2 separate regions of the Anas platyrhynchos genome follow, and region 2 is linked to region 1. The links are chromatin contacts, called in public Hi-C maps. All regions are on one chromosome and are shown on one strand. Each heading gives the region's core, a stretch centred on a gene start, on an enhancer-like site or on the middle of the called end of the contact. The rest is flanking DNA. Distances are from core to core; before and after follow the strand shown. Region 1 overlaps LTBP1 (latent transforming growth factor beta binding protein 1). Region 2 overlaps FAM98A (family with sequence similarity 98 member A).

Evidence for each region. A called contact is a pair of places that touch in the nucleus more often than the background predicts.
Region 2: a Hi-C map of subcutaneous adipose tissue shows a contact between it and region 1, with 3 times the contacts expected there. The contact joins two enhancer-like sites. A contact is called at or near these places in 3 of 8 Hi-C or Micro-C datasets (F1 follicle, skeletal muscle and subcutaneous adipose tissue).

What each region holds. Positions count from the first base shown.
Region 1 is chr3:34,428,392-34,435,183 of IASCAAS_PekinDuck_T2T, reverse strand. The region is part of intron 3 of LTBP1 (latent transforming growth factor beta binding protein 1); the gene reads right to left. Among named protein-coding and RNA genes, the nearest start is that of LTBP1, 26 kb to the right of the region's middle. Within about 2 kb of position 2,068, at least 3 of the 8 cell types and tissues checked have an H3K27ac peak or open chromatin away from gene starts, as enhancers often do. A contact at or near this core is called in subcutaneous adipose tissue, where this site is marked.
Region 2 is chr3:34,679,066-34,685,875 of IASCAAS_PekinDuck_T2T, reverse strand. It overlaps FAM98A (family with sequence similarity 98 member A), which reads left to right. Exons shown (of 9, transcript XM_027453937.3): 8 at 126-293; 9 at 1,722-3,588. The coding sequence ends at 2,468. Among named protein-coding and RNA genes, the nearest start is that of FAM98A, 16 kb to the left of the region's middle. Within about 2 kb of position 4,240, at least 2 of the 8 cell types and tissues checked have an H3K27ac peak or open chromatin away from gene starts, as enhancers often do. A contact at or near this core is called in subcutaneous adipose tissue, where this site is marked.

The DNA of each region.
Region 1 (6,792 bases), core at 819-3,318:
AGAATGAATATAAAATGGAAGCTAATTAAGAAAAAAATCAATGAGCTGAAAGCCTGCCCAAAAGTCTTTCAACCCAATAGCTATGTATTAAAGGAACACGCAGAGAAAAGGCCAGAGAAGAAAATCTCAATTCTTCCCATCTGTGTTCATCATAAAGAAGCTTAGAAAGGATCCTATGCCTTTCTTTATGAGGGATTCTCACAATCCAATTCAAATCACAGCACAGAGCTGGTCATGGAACAGTCAATCAACACCAAGAGGTCATTAAACCTGAAAATTTTCACCCCAAACTTCTCAAATTTAAGCCAAATTCTACCCATCTACTAATGCTGTACTCAGGCACAACAGAAGCCAATAGTTCTCTATTGTATATACATTGAATACAGTAACTTTCGTCCACTGTATAAAAAAGCATCTGACAGGGTTTTATTTGCCTTACTGTTGGTGTGGGACATGTTTTTAAACACTGTTCGTCACAACCCATGCACAATGCCTGGAGAGGCAAATCAAACACAGTGAGCTCTTCAAGACTGATGCCAATCTTGATTCAAGCTGTTTTCTCTCTCCTTGTAATGAAGACTGACTCTGTTGGCTTCCTAACTCAGCTGAAACATGGCTGAACAACAAGGCAGGGGCTGGAGGATGCCCCTTAACCCATTCAGTTGATCCTTCCATCCCACTGAAGTCAGTATCAGTAGAGGAGAGCTCAAGAGCCAGACAACAATTTCCTCGATATTACACTAGGACTGACCAGCCATTTTTTGCACTGAAGTTCTCCTCAGGCAGGTGGTGGCATGAAGCCACGTGAAGCCATAAACCAACTAGCTATTGCCATCACACACGTTAACCTCCTACTACAGATAAGCCTCAATATTAAGGCTGGTTTGGGATCCCAGTCACCCCCTATAATTTAAGCTTCTGCATCAAAATGAGATTCTCTTTCTGAGAACTCTTTCCCTATTAAAGATTGCAATGAAAACATTGAACATCCTCTAACACCTGTTTGTAAGACCTTCACATCATTAGATGATTGCTCAAGTCTGGATAAAACAATGTGTTCCCTCACCAATAGGCTGCACCATCTCAAGATCAGTAATGATCCAAACTGTATGACCATGCAACTCAAACTCATTAATGTCTTGTGTGGTGGTGGCGATACTTGATCCTTTCAAAATCCCTTCCAAGATGTTTGTTTTTCTGTTGGATAGCGATTGAAATTTTTCTGTCTGAAAGCTTACATATGTTGTTGAGTTCAGCAGAGACTCCTTTTGATGGACTGGAACTAGAAAGCATCTGGCCACGTGATGTACTCTGCACATGCAGTGAGTGACCTTTCAGCAGTATGTTGGCCTCTATTCACCAGAAAAACAATAAGATATCCTTGAAGGAATTTTCAAAAGGATAAAGGTGTGGTAAAAATCACAAATGTTCAGACCTAAAAGGTCTTGTAAACAAGCCAAAGCAAGACTGGACTTTGTCCACCAAAACACCCGAAGGCTTCCCTCAAAACAGTTTGTACACTCCTACCACTGTGAGCTAAACAAACCTATCAAATGGCTAGTCTAGAAAATTCACATCTGTTTACCTTTCACACTTAGGGAAGGTTATGGTCCACTACTCTGCTTCAGACCTTGGTCCGTTACAGTCTAACTGGCCGCAGGAATACTCAGTCCAGCACAGATAACTACAAATTACTCACCAGCTTACAGACTCACCCCAGGCCTACAACCACTAAAGGCAATTAGCTGAAGCACACAGAGAATCTACTTCATTGGAGTAAGGTTCTCTAATTCAGGAAGCTGAAAAAGAGACCCCGTGTCTTTATGCTGCAGTGGTGAGAAAGCCAAAAAGGTCTGAGGATCACAATAGGAACTTGCAAAGTTACCTTCATAAGTATTCTCACTCCTTGTGGCCAGGAGCATTGAAATCCATGCCAATGCAGCTCAAAAAAGACACCAGGACTCAGACTGATATCACCGTCATCACAAAATCATCTCCATGCTCTCTGCCAACACAAATGATCCCAGTCCTGGTGGTAACCAGCTATCCCAGCTAAACAGTGACTTCAGCTCCTGCAGCCCGATGACTGCATTCCCCTAGAATGATGAATGGAGGTGCTCTTGAGGGCTGACTCAGTGCCTGGCAGTGGAAAGAGATGAGTAACTACCTTTGAACCAGTTTTTGTTCTAGCACACATACATCAATAGCACTGCCAAAGACTACAAAAGTGAAAATAGCTGCAGTATCAGAATGGTCTCAGAAGACTTTCTTTCAACTTTGGTTGATGCCAGAGATGCCTGACGTATGCCTAGGGCTGCTGCAGCAAATAAAATCAATTATGCCTTCATCTAACTGCTCAGCTCCACCTTACTACTCCTCAAATGCTTCTGATCTTCATCAGAACACATGAGGACACAAAGCCTCTCAGTGAAAGTGTAAACTCATACGGAGCCTCTATTTACATAAGGAGACCCCTGTGTGGAATGCCCTGACATATTAAGAAAAATGTAAACTACTGTTTTGTAATTTCTAGCGTGACATAATTAACCATCTATATTACTGTATTTAAGTTTGATATCAAGAAGATCCAAGACAGATGGTTTTTCTTAGAAGAATGATTATGTGCAGCAAATATAGAAGAAGAATGAGAGGGATATCACTTTTTTTTTTTTTAATCCAGAATAAACTTTTAAAAAACTTCAATAGCAAAGCACTAAGAACTCCAACTCACCCACAGTGGGAAAATTCATCAATAATTAACTTGTCTAATAGGTAAAGGTCTTTTCTGGAGAGCAGCACAGGATGTCTTAGCTGGACAACAGCTGTGAGAAGCTACACAAGAAGAAAGGTGCTGTGCCCCCGTATCCTTGGTACAGACAGACAGCTGGCTGCTGATCCATGGGATGTCAGGTGATAGGCTCTAGGCAAGAAGTCTAAGCAGAGATGTGATATTAACAGCAACCCACAACAGAAAGTACCTAAGGAGAAGCATTGAGCATTTCCTCTTCTGCACACCCTCAGTTTTAGCCAGCCGCTTTGCTGCTGCTTTACTGCCCCCAAGCCTAACCCCACACATTAGCAGTGCAGGCTGAGGACAGCTGCACCAGCCCAACAATTCACGGAGGGGGGACAGACATCACACACCAGGAAAAAGGCAAACTAAATTTTCTGTTCATTTTCCTTCTCAGTTATTACTCGCAGAAATAGAAGTATAAGCCCCCTTTGGGTAACTCATTTATTTAAAAGAAGGTGTCCTCTCTAGCTGCAATGTGTTCTGCAATAAAAGTAGAACAGGAAAAGCATTCAAAGCAAATAATTTGGGGTTGACTGTGACTGCATCTCATTTGTTTTTAATTTTGGTATTAGTAATCTTTCTACTGAAGCCATAAGAGAATACAATAGAGCTCACGTATTGATTTGTGTCCATCTGCCATTTGAAGAAAAGAGGATTCACTTGAGCATTCAGTAGAAAGACAATTATACACAATGAACAACATAGATGGTTCAAAAAATGTGCTGCCAATAAATGACATATTCCAGTGAATTCAAACCACCCTTCTCAAAATTCTGGCATTCCGCAACACGAAAATAAACTCCAAGTAGAAGGAAAAGCAAAGCTTGCCACCTACTGCCCAACAACATAATAGTATGTACTAGTATTGTCTATCCTTCCTTTTAACAGACTTTGCTTTTGAAACTCATTTCTGACACAACATGTACAGCATTCCATCTTCCTTCATCTTTTTAATAACAGAAAACACCCGAAGGATTTTGTTTTAACTGTTTTTAAGCTGTTTATGAAATCCTTTAAAAGTCTGAAGCATCTTTTATCATAGCACCCAAACTGAAAGAGAATTCCTTTTAATATCATTCTGTGGTGGTATGGGCTCTAACGAACACTGTCCTCTGCTGGACGGTAGGTTTTCTGTTTAGAGCATACTTCAAATAGAAAATATACATATATTACAACAGACAAAACTTGTAAGAAAATATTTTTTCTGTACACACCTATAGAGGAAATTTATTTTAGCTATTTTGCAGCAGTAAGAGAAGAGGGCTGTAACGAAGACTGCTTTATTCAAAGTATTTCCTTCAACCTGCAAGCTCAATGTATCAACTGAAGAAGTGGGTCTCTTTTTGTTCACAAGCAGGGAAATTAAGTAATGTCAATGCTTTGGTGAACTACTGGCCTGCAGTTATTTGTATGTAGTATTTTAGGAGAACGGTGTTTTCTGAATAGCAATAGGTCCTCTGCTTAACATAGGCAGCTACTTAAAGTCAAGCAGTTGCAATTCAATTGCTTACAGAACTTCTGAGCACACTAGAAAACACATCTTCACATACAGTGATGTGGACAAGACGCTTCAAATTAACCACCAGTCTACCCTCCGGTACTCCAACACCTTTCTCATTAAAACCCTATGAGATAATTGAGGAAAATTGCTAGAGTGGGCAATCAACAAGGATTTACTGCAGACCTCCCTCTAGCAGAATGCTGGCTGGTAAAATTCAATGTTTGAACAGTAACAGTAAGAGAAATTTCCACTTTCTCCAACTGCCTAGCTTTCCTTGTAGTCTGCATTCGTGTCCTGAATACAGTCACACACACAAAAAAAATCTCTCATTATATACTGATGAGCAGTAACCTTCAAAATTCAACATAAGACGATGTGAGCAATAAACCTCCGTGGCAGTGGTCACATTAACAACTGATTACACACTGAACTGAACCCAACAGCTTTGGATTCCTGAGAGGAATTGATCGAAGTACAAGGATGTATGTCATACCAAACCTTCTTGGAGCTTAGGTAAAATAGAAACTGCTTTTCAGTAGGAAAATGCATGGCTCACAGTGAAGAAAAATATTCAGACCTAGCAATGAAGAAGAGAGTGAGTTTATTAGAGATGAAGTATACATCTCTTGGGGATCCTAAGTCATGAGCCAAGCAAGCTATTCATAGATGAGAAATCAATGAGGCATTTGTCATTAATCAGACAGTCCCAATCCTGAAAATATGTCTGTCTTTGTCTAAGGCCAGCCCACATCATTCTCTGAATAAAGATTCTTGAACCATCTAGTTATCTGCTACATAAGCAAAACGCTAAGATTAAGTAAACCCCCTGAATAGGGGTTCCTTGTGTCTTCGCTGTCTATTTAACAAAGTTATTAAGAATGAATCCTCAATATAGATTAAGTGTTAAGACAACAACAGAAGTTATACTAATATCCAAGACCCACCCACCAAAAAAAAGAAAAACAGATGATGCCTGCAGCTCATCTTCTTTTTGAAGGGCTGAAGATCAAATATTAAGCAAAATTGCTGATACAAAGAACAAAGGCAGACACATCTACAAACATACTAAGCCTTTCCTCTAATATCCCTAAAACAGAGGAAAACGTTCCTGATTCATTGGTTATTTTAACACTAAAGAAAAAAAGAGACATTTTTCTGAACACAGAATACTGTTAAATCATATATCTGAGACCAGCAAGAAACCCTGTTCTCAATTTGGTTTTCTTTCTTTGGATGTTAAAGGTACAGATGTATTTTAACAATAGGCATTGGTTTTCCAAATCAGCCTCCTGAGATCTAGTCCTACAGCTGTGTAGAGAAGGGAATGAAAATGACATGAAAATGATTCCCATTAGATTATTATTCTTATATGCTCCAAGTGAGACAGCTAGTTGAAATAAAGATTTTAGTTCATCCATGTCCTATATCACTGTCATTGTGCAGCAGTTTGCTTTTAGGAACAAACATCTCACTTCTACCTGAATAGGTTAAAAAGCATCCTGCAAGTATAACATTTATTGAAGAGTTGTTTTGGTATCACAAACTGTTGCTAATGGAGCAACTCTTTTTTAAAGCAGGTGTTTTGAATGCTTGGGAAGACTTTTGTCTTAGAACAACAAAAGTGTTATCCCAACCTGAAATTTAACAAAGTAAACCCTCCTTATTGGAACTGAAAACGTGCTGTCATGCTATGCATTAAAAAACAAGCACCTTGGTCCCAGCAAGCTACTGGGAAAAAAGTGAAGTTCTGCATATATTAGTACTCCAACAATTTTAGGGACTATTAAGCTTTAAACCACATATTGTTTGCCAACATCTTTTGAAATACTTCCTCAATAAATGGAAAAGAATAATAGCAGCACAATTTCAGAAATTATGAAGCGGAAAAGACACACTGAAAGATCACACGCCAGTTTGCAACACAGCAACAAATAGCATTTAACTCCTCATTAAATGCATCTTCATGCAGACACTGAATGGCCAGGTGCATGGTTTTTCAGCTGGGAAAGAAATGTTGAAAAACACTAATATTTGAATTGGTAGTTTATATTCCTGTTTTCAACTAAACTGAAAGCATCAGTATAGTTTTAGAAATAATCTTTCCGGAAAAGCTGTGTTTCAAAAGCAGAGGCAATGATTTCTATACACACAGAGCATGCCTACATTTTTATGTCTGTATTTTGCTGTTGTGAACATTAATGTGAACATGTTTGAGTAGCACTTGAAGATAGTAACTCAGCGACAAGCTAATTTAAAAGTGAAGGCCACCTTGTGGAGTGCATTCAACTTGTGGGAAGGAAGGGTACAACAACTCTCTAAATCAATGCGGCTCACAGGGCTCAGGAACTGATGGACAAACCTCACACCTCTGACCACTGGAGTTAAATTTTGAAGCCTGAGAAGCAGAAGTTCCCCGACGTTGCAAAGCACGTGGCGCTGATCCTATCTCAGCATTTAGATATTCTTTTCTTAGAATAAATCCTAGAGGACTGGGCTG
Region 2 (6,810 bases), core at 2,991-5,490, 250 kb before region 1:
TTTTTTTCCTATTTGCAGTGGCATCTCATTCTTCAGTGTTGATTCTTCTGGTGAAGTGTCCCATTCCTTTCCTATTTTCCCTATTACTTTAGCTGACTGCGTTTTGTTTTTCTTTTCATCAACAGAGTCAGACAGAAAAACTGGCTAAAGTCTATCAGCCAAAACGTGCCCTCTTATCTACTAAGTGCACTATTTCCGTTGCAAATCTCTTGGCAGCTCGACAGGATCTGTCAAAGATTATGAGAACAAGCAGTGGGTCCATCCGAGAGAAGACTGCATGTGCCATTAATAAGGTACTGTTGGTGATGAGTGGCTAACATCACTTCTATTAATGAATATTCAAGTCATTTGAATGTAGTAATAAATCTTTCTTATTTTAGGATTCTAAGTGGAAGTTGGATATAAGGGATAAGAAACGTGGCATTTACGTACTCCATAATGTACTGATATACAGTCTAGAGAACTTCAGTTTTATCTGTTCAGGTTCAGAGTGCCCCTTTCTTAGGGGTAGTAAAAATAAATAAATAAAAAATCTTGAACAGTGGAAGTTGGCCTGTTCTATCTTATTAGAATTACTGATGATATTGCACTGCTGCTACTTAATTCTGTCATGATATTTAAAATTCATGATATTTAAACTAACATGTCTATAGTAACTTTGTCCTATGTAAATAGAATCTGTTAAGATCTTAGATTTCTCTGTATGCAAATAAGAATTCTAGTCAAGTGTGTAGTTCTAGTAATGACACAAGGAATGTAATTTTAGACTAAACAATTTCCCTTGTTTAAGAATTAAGTTTTCACAGGAGTAAGGGGCTCACAAGAGCACATGCACTGAACTTGAAGCTCAGTAACTGTACAGAAGTATACCTGGTACTTTAAAATTTGTAGTTGTACATACACACTTTTCTCCATTTTAGGGTACAATTGTAGTTCAGATAATGTTCAAATTCCACTAGGATGGAATAGTGCTATGCTGATTTGATGTCCCAAATATTTTTTGCACCTTTTTAGCGTACTTTGAGTGAGGAATGCAAAAGAAAGTGAGTGGGCATGAAGATACGTGTGACATATACAGTATCATCAGACTGTATATACATTTTATTAGGAATGCAGTACTGCCCAGATGCTCATCCATACTCTGTTAACTGCTAGTCATTATCAATGTTTAATGTCTTCCAAGACAGTAACAGAAATTAACAAAATAACCTGCTTCATTTTTTTTTCTGTTGTATTGTTTCACATTTTAAAATGATACAAATGTCCTGTCCCATTTGTAGTCTTGCTGTATTCTTAATGTCACAGCATCATTGGACAGCTGAAGACTTACAGTCTTGCTTACCTCTGGTGCTGTCTGAAACTTGTTGGTTGGTGTGTGAAGTTCAGAAAGTTTTTCTGTGTCCTTACTGAGAAATAAAAATCTTTGCATGTGGTTTACCAAAGATATTATCATAGCTGATGGCTTCTACAGCAAATCAGAGCACCAGCGAAGAGAAAGCTGTATGGTGCCACTCAGTCTGAGATGAACAGTCTGCAGCAGTAAATGGTTGAGTGAAGGACTGTATGGATGCTGCCTTTATTTGTGAGCCTGCTGTTTGAACAAGGGACCCAGGTCTCCAAGCTTGTCTTGTTAGCAGTTATCTAGCTTGGAGTGCTAGATAATTCCTGTGACTCTTCTATGAGGTGTAACAACTCCTAAAGTTCTCTCTTACCCTTTGCAGGTGCTAATGGGCAGAGTACCTGACAGAGGAGGAAGGCCCAATGAAATTGAACCGCCACCTCCTGAGATGCCACCCTGGCAGAAAAGACCAGAGGCTGGTCCACAGCAAAGTGGAGGCAGAGGAGGAAGAGGTGGCTACGAATCCTCATATGGAGGGCGAGGAGGCTATGACCACGGGGGTCACGACCGAGGAGGAAGAGGAGGCTATGACTCATCATATGGAGGACGAGGAGGTCACGAACAAGGAAGTCATGATCGAGGTGGGCGAGGAGGACGTGGTGGTTATGATCATGGCGGCAGAGGAGGTGGAAGAGGAAACAAGCTCCAAGGAGGCTGGACAGATGGTGGAAGTGGTGGCTACCAGGATGGCGGCTACAGGGAGAACAACTACAGAGATGCAGGTTTTCAAACAGGTGGCTACCACGGTGGTGGTGGCGGCTACCAAGGAGGAGGCTATGGTGGCTACCAGTCATCTTCATACACGGGAAGTGGCTACCAAGGGGGTGGTGGTTACCAGCAAGACAACAGATACCAGGATGGTGGGTCCCACAGTGACCGAGGGGGTGGGCGTGGAGGAGGGAGGGGTGGCCGCGGAGGGCGTGGTGGTCGTGGAGGTCAAGGAGGAGGCTGGGGAGGCAGAGGAGGACAGAATTTTAATCAAGGCGGGCAATTTGAGCAGCACTTCCAGCACGGAGGCTATCAGTATAACCAATCTGGTTTTGGACAAGGAAGACACTTTACGAGTTGAGGCTGCTAAAAACTTTTGCTTCAGCAGAGCTCAAATAATAGAAACCTGGTTTAGTGGCCTGGCTTAATCTCTTCTAGAATTAGTACAGGTTTGTACACGTCAGGCAGAATCTCCTTGGGTGGGATGTTTTATACCAAGCAAAGTACAGTTTTCTGTAGACTTCCCACCCCACCCCGACCTGTCTGAATTAAATGCACCATAACTACTCACTGCACTTCACCTAAATATGAATTAATAGCTGTGCTTTTTAGATGTTGGACTGATGTCTTCTGCTCAAAACACATCTGTCTTGAGCAGCTGCCTGCTATGTTTGCCTTCCACTTTGGCTAGAGAAATATCAAGACTTGTCTGGTCAAAATTGTCTATTGCAATACTCAGTAGGTCTGCATCTCCCCACCCCATAATCATTGTTCAGTTATATGATCTAAAACCAGACTACTGCTTTTGGCTTGCTGGCCTGTTGTGCGTGTAACTTTGACTACAATATGAGAGCCCACACAGCAGATTCTACCTAACAACCAGGTTTGTTGTCTGTTATATGAGCTCTGCTGTAGATGCCATGTTTAGTAGCCTTATCTCTTCCACTAAGCAAAGTTTTTTCCCACCTGCTCAACTCCGAAGACTGACCGCCGCCAAAATCTGCAAAGATCATTTAAAACTAAGCTAAATTGTGAACTGATAGTGTGTGTAGGCCTGTAGTTAGGTGTAGCAATTCAAACTGACCTGCATCCATCCAAAACAAGTTGCTCCTCCTCCAAACCTAATTTTTACTTGAAATCAGCTAGAAAAAATGACAAACTGAAATTTATTATTTTTTTTGCAAGTTATTACCACTGGCTCAGCAAATCTAGGGCAATTTGTTTTGGGGGTTGTCTTTTTAAAGAAATGCACTACGGCCTGGGAAGATTAGTTCCTGCCTGGAGGAAGCCCTTTTATTATTGCTGCAGAAAACAAAGCCTGGCTGAGTTTGATGTTCTAACATTTTTTTTTCTTTACTGAAAGCCACATAATGCTTCTTGCTGGGTTTTTTTGTGTACATAAACATTGTCAAGCTGTGAAAGAAAATGGCTGAAGGTGTGCTGTTGTATAAAAGGTGAGCAATAAAAGTATCTGTATGTTCCTTTTTGCTTTAGTTTCTTTTCCTTCTTGGTGATGAATAAAGCAGTTGCTGCAGTAGCTGGGAACTATAGGATTTTCTGGCTGCTTCATCTATTTTGTTTTAATCTCTTTTATATGTTCTAATTGTCCCAGAAGTACTGTGCATTCTGCCTCCTTAAAAGCTGTCAGAGCTGGAGCAGATGGAAGGAATGGGTTTTGTTGCTTTTGGTGTGTTCTGTTGCACCCCTCTGATTTGGTGTAGCAGCACAGTCCATCTCTGGGGTCTTTGTATGAAGTTACTCTTAAGCTGCCTCAGCATCAGTCTCCTGGTCATGCTCCTTCATGTCCTGTGAATATGATATATTTTGGGGACTCTCTTGATGCTGTCCCAGCCTGTGGGAAATGTAGGTTCTTGCTTTCACAGCTGTAGTAGGGACTGTGCTGATAGCAGAGTGGCTGGGCTGTGTAAAGTACCCCAGGGGCTGAATTCAGATTGACGCAGGTAAAAGTAATCCAAGGATTGCAGAAATAACATTACATTTGAGAGAATCTATGTAACGCTGTTTTTGTCGTAATTCAAACTTATCACGTAAATAAGCTGATAAAACATTGTTTAGACTCTATCTCCCTGTATTTCATTATGTGATCCATCTGAAAATCTCCTGCTTAATTTGTTCGGGCCACTAGGTGCTGCTAGCGATTCACAAGCTAGAACTGAAGTGCCTTTCCATGAAAGGCACTTGAGAATCTCAGATAATGTCTGTTATAGTGTTTTGTTTTTTGTTTGCTTGTTTGTTTGTTTTAGTGCTTCAAACAGATTTTGACAAGCCTGACAAGGAAGAAGTTTTCCATGTTGAATCTAGGTCTTTGGGGGTCACCCAGATAAAGCTGTCTCAGCATAATATGGTTCAAATCACAAAGCATTCATCTAAAGATGGATGTTACTGCATCGCAAAGGTATTGATGGGTTCTTGTATCAGGGTGCTCCAGGAAAGGATCTACCTTGTGAGAGGGCAATACTTGCCTGCTTGCCTCAGTGGGTTTTACTGGCTTTTTATTTATTTATTTTTTTATTAAGATTCTTTCAACTGGGATGGTCCTGGACTGATAAAGGTGGATTGGCAGAGGTAGAGAGCCTCTGTCTGGGAATGTAAATAGTGTCAAGCTGACAGCTTCTGCTTTTCCTCACGCTGCTCCTCGTGGTAAAGAGGCTGGTGGTGTCTGTCAGTGCATTTTGAGTGCTGCAAACCCATCCCTAATGAGAGAGAACCTAGGAGGCTCTTTAGAGAGCCTCTGGTTTAGTTGCAAAAGCACCTTCAGAGAGTTTTCTGTGCTCGAGTTGCCAGTTTCTCTGCGAGGCTTTGACTTTTGCTGCAGTGGATATTCTCAACTGTGCATGCTGAGGTGGCATGGTAAAAAGCTAATGGTGGGGTTGGGGGAGAAAAGAGATTCCCCCTGTTTTAGTAGCTTTTTCTCCTCAAAATATGCAGCTTCTCCTCCCTCTTCCATTATTTAGGGTCTGCTGACCCCAGTTTTTATTGCTGTTTGAGGGGGGACTTTTTGAAGGAGAAGAAAAGTCAAAACAGGAGGCTTTACAGGAAAGAAAACACTTTGCTTCTGCCAGCTGTTGTTGTTTTCCTTACTCTGTTTCCTCCTAGTGTGCTGTGACTTCTTTGTTTTTCAGAGAAAACAAGCTTTGTATATGTGTAGAGAGCAGCCTTTATTAATCAAAGCAAACAGCCACTGCTTTGTTATTGTCTGTATGATGCCCTGATACTTTGATACTGTTTTGCAAACAAGATTCCTGCTGGGCCGAAAGGAATCTTGTAACTGGAAACTGGGAGAGCAGAGATGGGTTGTGGAGATTATTAGGTTTGTGGTGGATTGAATGTATGTGCTGGATTTGATTTTACACCATGATGGAAAGCAGAACTCCAGGAGATCAAGAAGGCAACTAAGTAAGCAGGCATTTATACAATGAAACAGCGTTCTTCATTTAAACCCTGGTTGTTCTTGCCACTCTCTCTTCTACAAGCTTTGGGCATCTTGTTCTGCTTTTCCCTTAGTGTCTTTCTCTCCAGCACCTTGTGTCTCCTCTAGCTTGATTTGCATTGCTTTTCCATCCTGTCTCTTGAGAGAGTTATCCTAAGAGTTGTCGCTGTGCAGGAAAATGCATCCTGTTTCTCATAGGCTTGAAAACATGTTTGCTTCCTGTATCAGGCATGTCGGTCCATGACTTAAAATACCGTGCTCTGTCTGCACTGTAGTCACAGTTGGATTCTCAGGAACAGATAAGCATTTACTTTTTATTCCTTACTGTGTGCAAACCAGTAATGCAGCAAGGGAAAAGGGCATCAAGCTGAGCTTTCACCATGCATCGCTCGCCTCGGGAAGCCTTTTTGCTTATAGCTGTTCCCTGGCTGGTTTATCTTTAGGATTGGTGTTGGCTGGTAATCCTTAGCTCACTTTTCTAGTCAAACCCCTGAAGCGTGCCCTTCACAGTGCTGTGCCACTCCAGGTGGTGGCCCCAAGAGGGGCTCCTCTATCCACAGGTTGGATTTCTCAGCCAGGGTGTGCAGGAAACCTGTTCTAACGTGGTGAGGGCTTCAACTGTGTCTCCTTTAAAATGCTCTTTGTATCTGAGTGCCTCAAACACTGGGCTCTACGTCAACCAACCTCTGGCCTAATAAGAAACCAGACACTCTTGCTTTATTAGCCTTCTAGTGTACCCTTAGGTTAGAATCACATCAGCGCTGCAGAGAGTAGTATGTGACATGAATATGAAGCGTTTCTCCTGTGTAGGCTCTCAAAATACTAATGAATTTGTTTGTTTCGGGTTGTTTTTTTTTGACAGGGACACAAACTGAAAACGCAAGCGCTCTTGCCAGCTGTAAACATTGCTTTCTTCCCTTGGCTGAAATAAGTAGCACATCTAATGACTAAACAAACAAGGTTAGAAGGGAAAAACTATTTTTTTTTCTCCCATGTTTACTCTATGATTTTTACAGCTCCGAGTGCTGTCAGTGTCATTGTTTCCCCTTTATTGTCCAGTGATTTCCCCTCTTGTCCACGTGGGTCTTTCCCACAACAGAGGAGAGAAAAACAAGTACAAAAAGTAGGAAAACACTATTGTAAAACCAAAGAAAGAGAGAGTCTGCCTGTGCTGTGGGCAGGTGGAAGGTCACAACTCGTTTTCACACATGAAGCAGAGATGAAGGTGATAAGGACTCTTTAAACTTTCCGG